Linked DNA regions of Sus scrofa: region 1 is linked to region 2. Evidence: chromatin contacts called from public Hi-C data. All regions are on one chromosome and are shown on one strand. Each heading gives the region's core, a stretch centred on a gene start, on an enhancer-like site or on the middle of the called end of the contact. The rest is flanking DNA. Distances are from core to core; before and after follow the strand shown. Region 1 overlaps ANKRD11 (ankyrin repeat domain-containing protein 11). Region 2 holds the start of ANKRD11 (ankyrin repeat domain-containing protein 11).

Evidence for each region. A called contact is a pair of places that touch in the nucleus more often than the background predicts.
Region 1: a Hi-C map of retroperitoneal adipose tissue shows a contact between it and region 2, with 1.6 times the contacts expected there. The contact joins the enhancer-like site here to the promoter of ANKRD11 in region 2. A contact is called at or near these places in 8 of 47 Hi-C or Micro-C datasets (embryonic fibroblasts, fetal liver, liver and 2 more) and 2 of 2 datasets of contacts at active chromatin or transcription factors (alveolar macrophages and skeletal muscle).

The regions. Positions count from the first base shown.
Region 1 is chr6:490,423-495,602 of Sscrofa11.1, reverse strand. The region is part of intron 1 of ANKRD11 (ankyrin repeat domain-containing protein 11); the gene reads right to left. Among named protein-coding and RNA genes, the nearest start is that of ANKRD11, 37 kb to the right of the region's middle. Within about 2 kb of position 2,647, at least 6 of the 83 cell types and tissues checked have an H3K27ac peak or open chromatin away from gene starts, as enhancers often do. A contact at or near this core is called in retroperitoneal adipose tissue, where this site is marked.
Region 2 is chr6:453,875-459,403 of Sscrofa11.1, reverse strand. It overlaps ANKRD11 (ankyrin repeat domain-containing protein 11), which reads right to left and starts at 3,548. Exons shown (of 14, transcript XM_021097042.1): 1 at 3,287-3,548.

The DNA.
Region 1 (5,180 bases), core at 1,398-3,897, 37 kb before region 2:
CAGCAGCAGGGAGCAGCCACGGCCATCACAGACGAAGGGCAACAAGACGTGTACATGCGACAGACAAATCCTCCTCACAGCCGAAAAAGAGCCTCAGGACGAGCCTGGAAAACGTCCTGCGGAAGGGGCCCCTCGATGTGACGTGTCCGCAGCAGGCGCGCGCGGCGGAAGGGCTGCAGGGCACACGGAGACGCTGTCTGACGGGACAGGGTTCCTCTCAGGGCACGAAGCATCTAGAACCTGGGGGTCCCGCTGGGGCCCAAGGGGATCAGGGGCCTCGCCGGAGCACTGGGGCTCAGCGGAGATCCCCAGCCCGCACAGGGGTGAAGGGTCCGCCACTGCTGTGGCTGCGGCACAGGTCGCAACTGCCTCCCTGATGTGACCCCTGGTCCGGGAACTCCACATGCCAGGGGGCAGCCGAGCCCAGGAAGAGGGGAGGGCTGCACGACACTATAAACAGGTTAAAGCCGGAGAACTGCTCACTGTAAAACAGCCAAACCCCGAGTTTTAAAAATATCTCACCAGAGGAATAATGTGAACCACAAAGAGAGTGCATGTATCCCAAACCAACCTATGACAAAACTCTATCGACACAGCACTGCAAATCAGCTATACTTGGACAACATACATTTTTAAAAAACTTGGGAGTTCCTGGAGTTCCCACTGTGGTTCAGGGGGTTAGGGACCGACATTTTCTCTGTGAAGATATGGGTTCAACTGCTGGCCTCGCTCAGTGGGTTAAGGATCCAGCAGTGCCATGGCTGTGGCACAGCCCTCAGCTGCAGCTCCAGTTCGATCCCAGGCGCAGGAACATCCATGTGCCACAGGTATGGCCAAAAATGGGAGGGTAAAATGAATAGGCGGTTGTATGCTAGGGACCTTCTGCGGGTGACAGAAATGTCCTTACTGCCAGCACAAGGGGTAATGCAACAGCCAAGTTTCCTTGAAGAGGCACTGCGGGAAGGCACTAAAACAATCTCAGGTGTGTCGGGGACCACCCTGAGACACACTGCGCTTCAACTCAGGTCAAGCTGGAGGTCAGGCCTCCCCCGGGGTAACAAGCCACTCCCACACAAAGACCCCACCCCCACCCCGGCAAAGCCTCAGAGACACCCCCTTGGAACAAGAGCCCACCAGCACAGGTGACCTGCTCTCCGTGACACTGCTGCTGCAAGGCGACCTAGGGAAGGCACTGATGCCAACAGAAAAGAGTTCTCTGCCTTTTTTTCTTTTTCTTTTCTGTCTTTTTAGATCTGCACCTGTGGCATATGGAGGTTCCCAGGCTAGGGGTGGAATCGGAGCTGTAGCTGCCAGCCAACACCACAGCGACAGCACTGTCAGAGCCAAGCTGCATCTGCGACCTACACCACAGCTCACGGCATCGCTGGATCCTTAACCCACTGAGCCAGGCCAGGGATCAAACCCGCAACCTCATGGACACTAGTCAGATTCATTAACCACTGCGCCACGACAGGAATGCCAAGAGTTCTCTGAAACGACTCATTTTCCAAGTTTATTCAAAACAAAAGCCGCTCACTTTGTTCTCCATAGTACATCCCTGCTCCTACATCCCTTGAGCACACGCTTTATGTGACTTATAGAAAAAAGCTCTCCAGGGCTTTCATTTCTTTCCCAATTCCATGGGAAGGCTAACCATCATTGCTGTGTTCAGACACCTTCCATCAACCTTCAAAGCTGCTGGCTACAAAGAAGCTGCTTCATTCCACACCATTCCTTTAAAAAAAATCCAAACCTAACTTTAGCAAAGTTAGCAAAATTTGATTTACATTCCCCAAATGGGAACCAAGCCTACAGGCATCTTCTGTACCCTAAAACGTATCTCAGAGCCGCGCAATTTCAAGGCTGCAGCCCCGACCCCTCTCTACCCTCTCCACCCCTTTCAGCCTCTGGTCACCCCCCCCACCCCGACCCAGCACTGGCAGTGCACTGGGCAGCAGCCGTGAGACCACACCCACCGTCGTAACGTAGCAGGAGATGCCTGCCTCCTTCCGGAGTCAGCCTGTGCGAGGAAGGTAACCATGCTGGGTCCTCAGCACAAATCAGGAGGTCCTGCTGTGGCTCAGCAGTAACGCATCTGACTACTGTCCATGAGGATTCGGGTTCGATCCCTGCGCTGGGGCTGGGGAGTTAAGTGTTTCAAGGAACCCCGCTCAGGGGGTTGAGGATCCAGAGTTGCCGTGAGCTGTGCTACAGGTTACAGATGCAGCTCGGATCCAGTGTTGCTGTGGCTGCGGCGTCAGCCAGCAGCTGTAGCTCCGAATTAACCCCAAGCCTGAGAACTTCCATATAACCCCTAGCCATAGAACTTCCAGGTGCGGCCCTAAAAAGAAAAGAAAAAAAGAACTTAGGAAGGTATGAAGTGTACCTCCTACCGATGAGGACAGGGGCCTCTGACCAAGCACTTGTGCCACTGACCGGGCCACACGGGCACAGAGCCCAGCTTCGCCAGAAGAACGATGGACAGTCCTTCCACAAGTAAACACCAGTCGGTGTTTGTTACTACGAAATCTGAGCTCCCAAGCAAAATATTTACATTTTGGAAAACTCCTGTCCCAGCTTCCACTCTGCACCAGGTAGAATAAAAGGAACATGCTCACCATCCCCCACACCAGGAAAGAACTAAGGAACAATGGTTTGCAAGGCTCTGGACAGGAGGCGGTGCGGAACCTGACCGAGAGGGGAGAAGGAAGTGGGTGAGGGATCCCGAGCCACAGCACGGGCGGGGAAAGCCAGCACCCCCTCGGGAGAAGGCGGCCCTGAATTCCAGGCAGGCAGGACCCCTGGAGTCTGCAGGGGAGCACAAAAGGGAGAGAACTCCAAAATCCATGAACTCGGCCCCAAACTAAAGGCTGCTGTGGCCCCACCCAACAAAGCTCGAAATAAAGACCTAAAGGAATCAACTGCTTCCAAGGAGCTTAACTACATTCAAGAACAAAGCCCAAGGATGTTTATAGTAACACAAAGATACCCAGCAACAACAAGGTAAAATTAACAATGTCTGGCACACAATCAAAAATTACCACCACGCAGCAGGAAAGAATGAGCAACAGGAGAGAAACCAGCCAAGCGGAAATGACACAGAAGAGACAGTTGATGAATGACGACCCGGAAGTGAAAGACCCCACACGCTGGCCAGACAGACGGAAGCTCTCAAGGACCCAGATCACACCTCTTGACAAGTCAAAACCACAATACACAAGGTAAAAATGTTTGAGACGGGAGTTCCCATCACGGCTCAGTGGAAACAAATCCGACTAGCATCCATGAGGACCCAGGTTTGATCCCCGGACCGCTCAGTGGGTCAAGGATCCGGCTCAGTGGGTCAAGGATCCGGCGATGCCGTGAGCTGCGGTGTAGGTTGCAGACACAGCTTGGATCTGGCGTTGCTGTGGCCGGCGGCTGCAGCTCCAATTGGACGCCTAGCCTGGGAACCTCCAGGTGCCACGGGTGCGGCCCTAAAGAAGACAAAAGGCAAAAAAGAAAAACCGTCTGAGACAAAAACCGTCGGGTGTGGCAGACACCACCAAAGAAAAGAGTGGTGAGCGAGCGGAGAGAGTCCCGGCAACGGAAAGCGCCCAAGATAAGAAACAGAGAAAACAGGAAGAAAAAAGGAACAGCTGGAGTTGCCACTGTCAGTTAAGAAGCCCACTGCAGCAGCTTAGGTCCCTGCATAGGTGCAGCTTCGATCGCAAGCCCAGCACAGCAGGTTAGAGGATCCAGCATTGCCACAGCTGCAGCTCAGATTCAATCCCTGGCCTGGAAACGTCCATACACCACAGACACAGCCATAAAAACAAAAAAGAAGAAAAAGAAAAAAATGAACAGGGTACCACTGTGCTGGCTGATACTCTAAACAATCCCATATAAATTTAAATGCAATTTACAAATGAAAAAGGGAGGGACAGAAAAGTATTGGAAAAAATTCCAACTCTGATGAACTAAATCCACAGATCCATACATAAAGCTCAACAAACCCAAGCACAAGAAACATGAGTAAAAACTACTTCCCACGCTACACCATACACCAAATAACCTCGACTGTCAAAAGCCTTCAGAGAAAAAAGCCGCTTTCCAGACAAAGGCTTGAGGACCAGGACGACAGCAGATTCTCGATGGAAACAGGGCCAGTGAGAATTCACGGAAGGACTTGACTGCAGTGCTCAAGGAATACAGGGCAGCCTGCAAAACACCTTTCAAAAACAAAAGCTAGAGAAACACACAAAGGGGAGGCAGACAAAAGCTGGAAGAACTCAGGGCCAGGAGTCCGCCAGGAGAAATCCCACCCAGAGGAATGAGAAAACCAAATCCTGGAAGCGATGCAGCTTCTCTGCAGTTCCACTCCTCCAACTGAAGAGAACTGCTACCTCGGCCACGGCATTTCGGTTACCTAAAAAGTTCTGCAGGTCTAGGTTAAAAGCTTTTGAACTTATTGACTTAATTATTGTATTTCTGATTTATAATTATTTATTTAGAAGAAAACGATTAAAAGTGAAAATACAGTATGCTTTTTTTTTTTTTTTAGGGCCGCACCCAAGCATATAGGAGGTTCCCAGGCTAGGGGTCCAATCACAGCTACAGCTGCTGCCTAGGCCAGAGCCACAGCCACACAGGATCTGAGCCACGTCTGCGACCTACACCACAGCTCACGGCCACACCGGATCCTTAATCCACTGAGCAAGGCCAGGGATCGAACCAGCAACCTCACGGTTCCTAGTCAGATTCGCTTTGGCTGTGCCACGAAGGGAACTGCCAGTAGGCACTTTATAAGGCGCAGAGTAGGAGGCGGAGACCCCGAGGGGATGGAAGCACCAAAGCAGCAGAGCACCTCGCGCTCACGCACCCAGCCCCACCCCCGGGGCGGGAGACTCCAGGTGGGCCTGGGCACCGGTGCACCTAAAGACGCGACGCGCTGAGCGAGGCGAGCCGGCCGCGGCAGGCCCCGGAGGCACGAGTGGGTGCGGGCGGAGAGGTGCCTGGCCAGAGCGTCAGCCAGGGCGGGGGAAGCAGGTCTGGAAACGGAGGCGGTGGTGCCTGAGGGCTGCACAACCGCAGGCCTGGACACCTAAAAATGGCCAAAAGGGTGTGTTTTTATGTTACGTGTATTTTACACAATAAAAAGAAAATTCGGAGTTCCCGTTACAGCACAGCGGATACGAATC
Region 2 (5,529 bases), core at 2,299-4,798:
AGCAAAGCCAGGGATTGAACCTGTGTCCTCCTGGATGCTAGTCAGATTTGTTTCCACTGCGCCATGACGGTACTCCCAAAAGTGAATTTAAAGAGAAGTTTAAATATGGAGAGGGAGGGACAAGAGTTAGGAAAAGCACAGAGAAATGCTAACAAAAACATATTTAAGTACGCAGCTGAGTCTGACTCTGGTTTAAAAGATAGTAAGAATCAGATCCATCAAACAAAAAAAGAACCCCTTTGGAACAGAAAGACCTCTCTCAGAACTAACAGAGTAGTGGCTAAAGGGTCCACTTCCTAAGCCTGTTTAGAAAGGCTTTCCAGACGGATGATCTCCAACAGCCTGATTCCAGGCACTGGGAACTGACGGACATCGTCCTGCCCTGGGCTTTAGGATAAAAGTGGAAAAGGTGAACTGCGCAGAAATTCCACTTGAAATTCAAACTAAGAGAACACATACTGAAACCATTTCAAGACAGTAACTTTGAGTGATCTGAGTTCATTCAATTTTGTATAAAGTTTATCAAACGGGCCCACAGAGCACTGGCTGACCACAAGAATAAAGCAACAGAGCCTGAAGAGAGACGAGCAGGGCGTCACCATCTCACCGATTCCCGAGCAAATACCTTGCTATTAAAGGAAGCTCATCCGTTACACTTACATGTGAGAGATGAAGGGACTTCCAAGGGGTAATGGACAGATCAAACACTTATTTTGGCAACAAATGCAGACTATGCTCCGAACCAGCATTTACTGACACTCTCTAATTTTGTTATTTAATTGATGATGGGCTCATTGCCATCATGTGCAAAATAAATCTCTCATATTTGATGAAACATAACCTTACTACATCAAATGTGCTTAAAAACCCAAGGCACCCAAAGCTTCCTGAAAAATACTCCCAAATACAAATAGCACAGTTTCTTAACGCTATTTGTAGAAAGTTCTACTTGTCACTGTATCAACACTGTAATTAGAGCTAACATGACAGCCACTAGTCACAAGCAGCCCATCTGGTTTGGAGAGATGAAAGGCCTGCTGGTGCAGTGTGATTATCACCGCTGGTCCAGAGGGTCCTGAGAAAAACATTCAAAATTGGAAACACAAAGGTACAACTTCAAATGAGGAATTTAAAACTATGCAACACCTTTAAAAAAATTTTTTTCTGGTCAGTTTTGTTATGTATATTTTCCCACAATACAAAAAAAATTAGAAGAAAACCTTGCAAAGTTTCAAATTTAGGTCAAATTTGACACTATCTTTGGGGTAGCTTTTTAACTAACTCAAGAGGCATGCACGAAGAACACAGGAAAATGTCTCAGCAACTCGGTCTTTTGTTTCCTCATTAGAGCCAGCCCATCAAAGGAGAGCCTGCTCCAGAGCGTGACACCACAGAGCGCAGACGACAGCTGAAGGGAGGGCGGGGGACCAGGGGTCACTATCTAAGTTGAGCAAGATGTGTGCCCTTTTTCTTCTCTAACCCCGGTTTCAAAGTGATTGCCGAGCACTTTTGCAATCATCCTCCAAAAGCACAAACAGAACTCCAGGTCTTCCAGGACAGCACCACTCAGTAAGGGAGACCACGATCCCAAAGGCATGCAGTGCACGGTCTCAGGGGCTCTGATTTAGAAGCATCCAAGTTATGCCATTGACTGGGTTTGCACAAAGCAAAAATAGTAACTGTTTCAAGGGCACTTTTTCCACGAGCAGTATCATCTTACATCTTTTAGCTGAGTGCACTTCATCACCCCCAAAAGGATCAAAATAGTCTAAGTTTTACAACAACAACTGTGCACACATTCACTCCTCACTGGAAAAGGAATGTTAAGGACGTCCATCAAATCACTTGGGAAACCCTCTCACCCTGTGAGGAAGCCTGCAAGTCGAACTCTCTACCGAAAAATGGGCAAAGCCACCCTGCTCCTGCAAACAAACATAAAATTTCTGAAAACCTCTAGAAACAATGAAACCATGCTGCATCTAAACTGTTAGAAAGAAAATGCTTTTGAAAGCACAGGGTCCTCTTAGGCCAGCTTAATCTTCCAAAGCTGCTTCCAAAACTTTGGAAGCTGGACTACAAAACTAGCTTTCAAAACCCCAACGAAAGCAGAAAACCTTGATGGGGGACCAAGAAAAGAGCAGACCTCAAAAACATGAAGACTCCCCCCAAAACGGCAGAGATAAAAGATTTAACAACACAATCCCTCTTTAAGAGGGAATTGAATCCATGTGGCAGAGCCAACCTTACATATACATACATACACACACACACATACACACACACACACATACACACACACACACACACACACACACACACAGCTACCGCCCTGCCAGGGGATGATGAAATGAGGAACGGAAATTAACATTTCAGGCAACGTCTCACATTGTTCCTTGAGGCCAAGGGCTGCTGTTGCAGCCGCCGCCGCTTCCCTCCCCCCCCCGCCCCCCAGTCCCGCCTACCCTCCCCCCGAAACACCCCCGCGCCGCTGCCCCGCATTCCTGCCCCTCCGCGGGCCCACGCGCCTCCTGCGGCCCTAAAGCCCCCTCTCCCTCCAGGGCCCCGGCTCGCCCGCCCCCTCCGGCTCAGAGCCCAAAGCCGCCTGCTCCCATTTCAAAACAGCGATAATAATAGGGACGCTGGGAATAACAACTACGGCCCGCACCGCGAAGGCGCCCCTCCCGCGGGTCAGAGGTCTGCGGCCCGCTCCCCAGGTGCCCGGGGCCCCCTGCAGCCCCCCTGTCGGCCCCTCGAGGCGGCCCGGCCGCCCCGCCAAGGCCCCCTCGGAGCCCACCCTCTGCCCCTCCCGGCTGCCTAAGGACCCCCGGGTCCCCGGGCCCACCCGGAGCGCCCCGTCGGCCTCTCGAGCTCCCCAGACTCGCCCCAAGCCCACCCTCTGCCTCTCAAGGTTGTCCTGGGACCACCGTAGGCCCCCCCGGGTCCCCGGGCCCGCCCGGAGCCCCCAGTCAGGCCTCCGGGCCCCCCAGACCCACCCGCAGCCCCCCAGGCCCACCCGCAGCCCCCCAGGCCCCCAAGGCCAGCCTGGAGCCCCCCGGCGGCCCCAGGCTCCCAAGCCCGCCCGAAGTCAGCCGTCGGCCGTTTCGACTGCCCCCCAGGCCTTCAGGCCCGCCCGGAGCCCCATCGGCCCGTCAGGGCTGCCTGGGACCCCGGCCCCCAGACCCGCCGAGCCTGCAGCGCAGCTCCGCCCGGCGCGGGAGGCCTGCAGGCCGCGAAGCCGCCCCACGCCCCGCGCTCGTCCCGACCCCCGCGCGATCTCGGCTCTCACCGGTTCAGGCTCCGGCTCCGGCCCGCGGCTCAGGGGCGGCGCGCGGGCGAGGCCATGCAGCCCCGGCCCGTCCCCGGCCCGCGGCCCGAGCGGGAAGGCAGCGCGGGCTCCGAGCTCTGGCGCGGCGGCGAGGCGGCGGAGGCGAGTCCGCCCTCGGGCGGCGCCGTGGCGGTTGGGCGCTCACTGAGGGGGCGTCGGGCCGCGCGCTCGGCGACGCCTCCCCGCCTGGGGCCCTCGCTCCATCGCGCTCCGGCTCGGGCGGCCTCTGGCTCCGGGACCCGGCGGCGGCTGCGACGGCGCAGGCCGCATGAGACGCTGCCGCCCATTGGCCCGCCGTATCCGCCACCGCCATTGGCCCGCCGCAGTCGGGCTCAGGGCTGCGCACGTCACGGCGTCGGGGAGGAAGTGCGCGCGGGGCCAAGGGAGACGGCAAGATTGACAGCTTCTGGGACAGGCCGGGGCGGGACCAGAAGGAAGTCCCGGGACGGATTGGACAAGGTCGTACGACCAGGCGCACGGGACGCCGGGAGCAAGCAGCTTGAATTGGCTACCTGCATCGCGGAGGGGCGGGCCTTTGGTTCTCCGACGTGACGATTGGCCTTTCCAAGTGCCGGAAGCGGCAAGGGGAGCCGTCCAAAGTGGGTCTGGCGCGGAAGGCGCTGCAAGACAAGAACCGCGGTATCCACTAGGAGGTCAGCGGGGATTGGCCTGTAGTGCTCTGTCTGCTCACAGCAACTCGGTCTTGCTCTGGCTGCACCTGCTGCTAGACTAGGGGTGTTCCGCCGCCGGCCGCAGACCGACTCACCTCTCAGACCTCTTTTTTTTTTTTTGTCTTTTTTTTGACGTTTCTAAGGCCGCTCTCCAGGCATATGGAGGTTCCCACGCTAGGAGTCTAATCGGAGCTGTTAGTTAGCCGCTGGCCTACGCCACAGCCACAGCGACACGGGATCCGAGCCGCGTCTGCGACCTACACCACAGCTCACGGCAATGCCGGATCCTTAACCCACTGAGCAAGGCCATGGATCGAACCCGCAACCTCACGGCTCCTAGTCGGATTCGTTAACCGCTGCGCCACGACGGGAATTCCTCAGACCTCTTTCTTAAGGAGCAAATGGGAGACCCAGACGGTGCCCTCTCCTGGGGCCACGTCGGGACTGGACCAGGCTCTCACGCCTCTAGGCAGCTGGGTTTTGCCCTTCCCGTCCACAACCCACAGCTTCCCTAGGTGAAGGGACTCCCGACAGTTACAGCCAACCTGTGGGCCGACAAGCCTGTCTAAGATGTCCCAGGGATTGCTATATTTGCCATTGTAAGAATTAGCCAGTAGCAATCTCAGACTCCACCTGCTGTGCCAATCTCGATGGGAGGGAACTAAGAATTGGCATTTTTTATTTTGGTCCCTGATAATACTCATCCTTGGGAACATTTGAAAAACACTGACCTCAACCACATAGGGAATTTAAAGTAGGAAATATGAATACGGATGCAAGTGGCCTTGAAATAATCTGAAGTCATACTAAGACCAAAGAAAAGTGAAGTTCCACAGAAGCAGAATGGGTAGGAATACAGAGTAAAGACGTGCAGGCTAAAGGAAAAAGTTGTGCCCTTTAATACATTAATTCAAAAATATTGGGAGTTGGAGTTCCCATCGTGGCTCAGTGGTTAACGAATCTGACTAGGAACCATGAGGTTTCGGGTTCAATCCCTGGCCTTGCTCAGTGGGTTAAGGATCCAGCGTTGCTGTGAGCTGTGGTGTAGGCTGCAGACGCGGCTCAGATCCCGCGTTGCTGTGGCCAGCAGCTACAGCTCCGATTAGACCCCTAGGCTGGGAACCTCCATGTGCCACGGGAGTGGCCCAAGAAAATGGCACAAAGAAAAAAATTGGGAGTTTTCGGGAGTTCCCCTTGTGGCTCAGTGGTAACCAACCTGGCTAGCAACCAGGCAAACGCGGGATCAACCCCTGGCCTTGCTCAATGACTCAGTGGGTTAAGTGTCCGGCATTGCTGCAGTGAGCTGTGGTGTAGGTCACAGACTGGGCTCGGTCCCTGTGGCGTAGGCTGACAACTGCAGCTCCATTAGGACCCCTAACCTGGGAACTTCGATGTGCCCTAAGTGAGGCCCTAAAAAGCAAAAAATAAATAAATAGGGGGAGTTCCCGTCGTGGCGCAGTGGTTGACGAATCTGACTAGGAACCAAGAGATTGTGGGTTCAGTTCCTGCCCTTGCTCAGTGGGTTAAGGATCC